Regions from separate parts of the Rattus norvegicus genome. Here region 2 is linked to region 1. A link is a contact called in public Hi-C data. All regions are on one chromosome and are shown on one strand. Each heading gives the region's core, a stretch centred on a gene start, on an enhancer-like site or on the middle of the called end of the contact. The rest is flanking DNA. Distances are from core to core; before and after follow the strand shown.

Region 1 (2,882 bases), core at 109-2,608:
TGTCATCATCAGCGTTTTGATTCTTGGTATGAAATCCCTGAGCTCTAGAGCCTTCTATAACCTATGTCTCAGCTCAGCCTCATTTTAGTCTGTCCTCCACGGTGCCTGCATGGTACTAGGGACAGAGATAAGAACTATCTAGTTCCTTGCTTGAAGGAGCACTTCAGAGAACTGGGGTAGCCAGCTACGCTGTGCTTAGAGCTACAGTGAAGCAATGCTTCTTTGGCTGAGAGAGAGCTCCTTCATGCTTACTTCTAGGAAGCTGGTGCCTCTCCAGGAATTCAAGAAGTCTTGGGCATCTAGACTATTCAACCTCACTTTTAGACTACTTGGTAACCTACAGAAATAAGTCCTAATAATTCTCCTTGAGGACAGTTTGATAAACCTTCCTTTATATGGCATCTAACATAAAGACACCTGCAATTGTTTAATTATAGCTGATCGATAAAGGTATTGATGAGCTTTTTCCCTGCAAAGACAAACCCACCAGTATAGCTAATTCAAGGTCGGTATTCCAAGTATAACCGTCTTGGGGAAATCCTTGTAAAGCTGTTCCAAAGACCAGGGCAATAAAGACTGTGAGTGTCAGAGAATGATGTTTCTTGCCCTCTGGATTTGCTCAAATGCTTTCCTGATTGTGTTAAAATTTTTCTAGGCCCTGAACTGAAAGGGAACCAGTGTTTCTGCACTGACCCTCCTAGTCTCTAGAGAGCTAACCTAGAACTAACTTGCTTGAGGGCCAGCCTGGGGAAGGGCGTGACCCCAAGTCTGACTCCCTCATTGTTCATCTGACTTTGCTCCATCAGGGCCAGGCACAGCTGTATTTTTTCTACAATTGTCCTTGGGATGTTTTGAGCCTCACCCTCCCTCTCCTTCCGTCCCTGGCTCCTTTTTATTCTCCCAGGAGATAGGGAGTCTGAACTTGGAAGCCAATGTGACAGCAGATGGGGCCTTGGCCATGGAAAAGGGACTGGCCACTCTGAAGAGCGAGATGAGAGAGGTGGAAGGGGAGTTGGCCAGGAAGGAGCTTGAGTTCCACACGGATAAAGACTCCTTGCAGCTGGTGAGTGCCGGTGTTTTCCCACGTGAGCTCTCTTTAGTTGCCAAGACAAAAAGAACCTCTCAGAACACCTTTGTGCTCACTTGTCCTCAGGTGATTACTGAAGCCCAGCAAGCTGATGCCAGAGCCAAGAGCACGGGAGTTACGATCCAAGACACGCTCAACACATTGGAAGGCATCCTGCGCCTAATAGGTCTGTGGAGCAGCCACAGCGTTCCAGCCCCGGGACTGTCCCCAGAGGACTCGATATTCTTAGTCGGGATGGATGGGGATCTCAACTTTCCTTGAGACCATCTGGAAATCTGCTTTGTCTCAGGGCCCAGACACTTGGGCCAGGTTGCAATACATTTTCTCTGTTTTACCATCTCTAAGATGAGTCACGGAACAGTTGTAATCTGGAAGTGAAGATCTGTGAGTCAGAGCACTGGGTGTGTTCCAGGAAATTCCCAGAAGCTTGGTCAGCTTGAGGGTCTTGCCGAGGAGTCTGGTCTTGAGTCTGAGGGAGCCCCTGGGCAGTTTTAAGGAGGAGAGTAACCGCATCACTGCACTAGAGAGGAGAAGTTGAGGGGGGCTTAGAGGCAAAGAAGGCCATGTGGGAACTGTTGAAAGCAGACTGGAGCCAGTTATGAGGCAGGAGAAGTGGGGAGGGAAAGGCGAGGAGCCATGGGCTGCCTTAGTCCAAAGGACCATCTGCTGAATTTGACAAATTCCTCCCTAAACCAACCTATACCTATTACGACCAACTGGGAAAAGAGGATCCTCTTGGATAAATAACCTGGAGGAAATGTGCTAAGAGCAGGAGATACTGTGGATTTGGGGATAGAAGAGATTTCCTAACACAGTATGACAGGGAGTCGGTTTCCCCATAGTTGTTACCCAAAGAAAACTGATGCTAATTAAAGGGCTAAATCTGGGGGCTGCAGAGATGGCTCCCTGTCCAGCGACATTTGTTTTTTCTTCAAGAGGATCCCTTTTTTGTTCCCAGGACTCATGTCGGGCATCTGTAACTCTACTACAGGGGCATCTGATAGCTATCCTCCCTGGCTTCCACGGGCACCCATGTACATGTAGAACATGAACACACATACACGCTTGCGAGTACACACACATACACACACACACACACACACACACACACACACACACGCATGCACGCATGCGTGCATATGCACATATAAATACTTGTTTAAAACATTGAAATCTAAGTAGTTAATAGGGTTCCCTCATCAACGGAGACTGCAGTGGATAGGAACTAGGAACTGGGTCACGTATTCCCATGACATCCAGGAGAAGCCTTAGCTGTGTCTCACCGGTTCAGTAGAACAATTCCAATACCTGATTGCCCTGTGGAAGAGGATTATTGTCACACTGACAGGCCAGTATTGTCTGTGCTGTTGCACTAATGGGTCTGTTTGTGATCCCGTAAGACCCGGAGAGTAAAATGCCCTCTAAAGATTAAAGATACGATCTCCCCAGTTGAGATTTTAGCAGTGGCTTAGCATTCTAAAAACCCGGTAATGAAATCAATGGAGCCTTTAAAGGGAACATGAGTGGGAGGGAGGGGAGTGGGGAGTGCTAACCATTTACTACCTGTCAGGTACTGTGCCAGAGTTCTCGGGGCATGGCCATTTAAGTCTCGTTAGCATTCTGGGAGATGGATTTTATTATTGTCCTTCAATAATAAAAGCGTGGGGGATAAACCGAGTATGCACAGTAAACTGTGGGACAGGGTTTACACTAAGATCTGTATCTCCATGTTCCTGTCCTGTTCTTTTCCTGAATGTGGCTTCCCATACATGTTAGCTCACTCCCGAGCTTACTA
Region 2 (2,882 bases), core at 127-2,626, 140 kb before region 1:
TAGCCTGAATCAGGGCCTGTATTAAGTCTTGTAAGCATGATGGTTAATCAGCCATGTGTCCGGCCAGCGCTTGGCTTGGACTTTCACTTGGTGATCTAATCTCTTTTGCTGAACCTATAACATGAAGTGGCAGAGGAGGTACCCGGATTAGGATAAATATATCTGATGTTTTGTAATGGAAAATGTCAGTCTCTGATGGCGATTTGCACCTATTTTAAATGACCTTCCAAGCATGGTTGACACTTTAATGTTAGTTAAGAAGTCTCTCTGTCTGTGCAGTGGCTGTCTGACGAACGTGGCCATGTCGAATAAACAGGTCGAGTCACAATAGCGTGTTCTTCCAGTTTACTGGAGGATATGGAGCCTTTGAAGATTCTGTTCTTCGGATGGTACCAGGTGGTTTTGGGCAGAACAGTAGGGAGAGGGCAGAATTGTGTCCTTTACCAAAACTTTAAGTTTGATACTTTATGGAAAAATCTAATTCCCTTAGAAATTGGGATGTTTTCATCTCCAAAACCCAATCATCGACTTCAAAAACACATTCTTCTCTTTAGCTCCACACTGACCGGTGCCATTGTTCTTCTAGATAGCCTTTGGTGTGTAGATTAATTTTTAGAAGAGAAATCTAAATAATTTATCTTTCCATATTCTGTCTTTGCATTTAGTGTGGCACACACATGACAGGAAGAGCTCATTACACACACTTGGAAAATAAAGACCACTGAAGGCCTGGGCCCTGCATTTGAGAGGAGACTTTCTCAACTTGAAAGCTCCATTGTGGGGCTGGGGATTTAGCTCAGTGGTAGAGCGCTTGCCTAGGAAGCGCAAGGCCCTGGGTTCGGTCCCCAGCTCCGAAAAAAAAGAACCAAAAAAAAAAAAGCTCCATTGTTTTTTTGTTATAATAAGTTTAGTTGAAGATTACTGTTTGCTAGAAAACTGTTGAGGTTGTCCTGTTTGTGAATTGTAGTAGTTTAAATGTACTGTCTGTGGGGCTACGCCTTTTTTTCTGATAGTATTTGGTTACTTGACAAAGGGTAAGATCATGAACGGTTGCTGAAATCTAAGGGAAAGAAATGACTTGCTCCCCCCCTCCCCCTTTTCCTCTTCCCCTCCTTCCTCTCTTTCAATATTCTATTTGAAAGATGATGCCTAAGGCAGTAGAAAGAGCCCAGCTCTTCACTCAGGCCCCCAGGACCAAGTTCTCGGTAGTAGGGATGACCGTGCTGAACTCACTGGGGTCACCTCAGCACATCCTGGGTGTGCTTAACTGTTCTAGTGGTTTCTAGTGGGTTGGCTCGAAGATCCCAAATCCCAGCCCTGGCTTGGCTCTGGACTGTGTGGATTGGCTGGGCTGTGTTTCTGTGTAGTCATCGCTGAGGTGCGACAGTGACAGCTGGTGTGCAGCTGGACATGTTGTCCTGGGAACTCGCCGCTCACAGCCCTGAGAACGTTTTCAAACAGTTGCTTTCTGCGTCTACTGTTTGTGTTAACTGTTTGGAGAGTCCTAGTTAGTAGCCTAAACACACACCATCTCTGATGGACGGTTGTGCAACTGTCTTGGTGTCACACTTGACTTCAGAGAGAGTGCTGAGTTTCTGATTTCTAGAGAGTTAGCCTGTCCGTTCAGTAGTGAACCCCGTGGCACCTCATGTGCTTCTTTGTTCTGATTCAGCCCTTGGAAGGCACTTTGGAATCCTGGAAAGTCCTGTATGACCGTTGTCATTCTTCAGTGAACTGTAAGGGCAGTTGTTTCACAAAGTCCTCATGGAATTCTTCTGAACCGCACATAACAGAGAGACGTTTATGTTCCCCGGCAGTCAGTGTTTGCATCCAACTCCAAGACAGGAAGAGCTTCTCCCTACTCAGGGAGATTAGAAATACTTTACCATGTAGGAGGCTGGAGCAGAATTCCTTGGCTTGGCCCTGCTGGAAGCATGGCTGCGTTCCCATTGTTCAGACAGCCGCTCCTCTTGTCTCATCCCTTCAGCAGCGTGGACTGTAGGATTCAGAGCAGAAAATATGAATTAATTTTGAGTGTTTCATTCTAAACATCTGCACTTGAGGGTGTTTTTGTTTGTTTGTTTATTTGTTTGTTTAAGGGAAAAACGTACAAGGGGAGGAAGTGGGGCAGCAGAACTCTCAGAAGCTAAGTATTTCTGTAGGGTGCGTGTACCCATGGCTTGTCTAAGTATTTCTGTAGGGTGCGTGTACCCATGGCTTGTCTAAGTATTTCTGTAGGGTGTGTGTACCCATGGCTTGTCTAAGTATTTCTGTAGGGTGTGTGTACCCATGGCTTGTCTAAGTATTTCTGTAGGGTGCGTGTACCCATGGCTTGTCTAAGTATTTCTGTAGGGTGTGTGTACCCATGGCTTGTCTAAGTATTTCTGTAGGGTGTGTGTACCCATGGCTTGTCTAAGTATTTCTGTAGGGTGCGTGTACCCATGGCTTGTCGTCTTCTTAATGCCATGGTAATGGCAGGAGATGGAGGAGGTGATGCATTCAGAATTTAGGATTTCCTCAGTCATCCGATCTGGCTTAAAGGCATAGTGTCTAGTTTTGCTTGATCCCATGATGAAACGATAGTGGGGCAGACTCCCTAGATCGGACATCAGAACCTGGACTTATTTTCTATCTGCCTACCAATGAGTTAGTTTTTACTTTGCCAGTGCGGAATATAAGACGGACCGAGTAAGAGGTGGGGAATCTGGTAAGATAGAGGGAGGGCAGGCAGGAGGAAGGACAGACAGACAGAGACAGACATGGGAGCTTTCAAGTGTAGCACGAAAGGTCTAGTTTTCCAGGTCTCAGTCATTCATGGTCATCATAATTTCAGTAACACTGAGATGATCCCACACCCTGACCCCTCCATTCCATTTCTTGAC

What was found. Hi-C and Micro-C count contacts between places; a contact is called where the count stands out from the background.
Region 2: a contact with region 1 is called in a Hi-C map of psoas muscle, with 7 times the contacts expected there. The contact joins two enhancer-like sites. A contact is called at or near these places in 2 of 12 Hi-C or Micro-C datasets (hepatocytes and psoas muscle).

The regions. Positions count from the first base shown.
Region 1 is chr13:67,837,952-67,840,833 of GRCr8, reverse strand. Lamc2 (laminin subunit gamma 2) reads left to right here. Exons shown (of 24, transcript NM_001100640.2): 22 at 905-1,063; 23 at 1,154-1,253. Among named protein-coding and RNA genes, the nearest start is that of Lamc2, 55 kb to the left of the region's middle. Within about 2 kb of position 1,358, at least 18 of the 93 cell types and tissues checked have an H3K27ac peak or open chromatin away from gene starts, as enhancers often do.
Region 2 is chr13:67,977,140-67,980,021 of GRCr8, reverse strand. The region is part of intron 1 of Lamc1 (laminin subunit gamma 1); the gene reads left to right. It also overlaps the pseudogene LOC134481569. Among named protein-coding and RNA genes, the nearest start is that of Lamc1, 73 kb to the left of the region's middle. Within about 2 kb of position 1,376, at least 34 of the 93 cell types and tissues checked have an H3K27ac peak or open chromatin away from gene starts, as enhancers often do.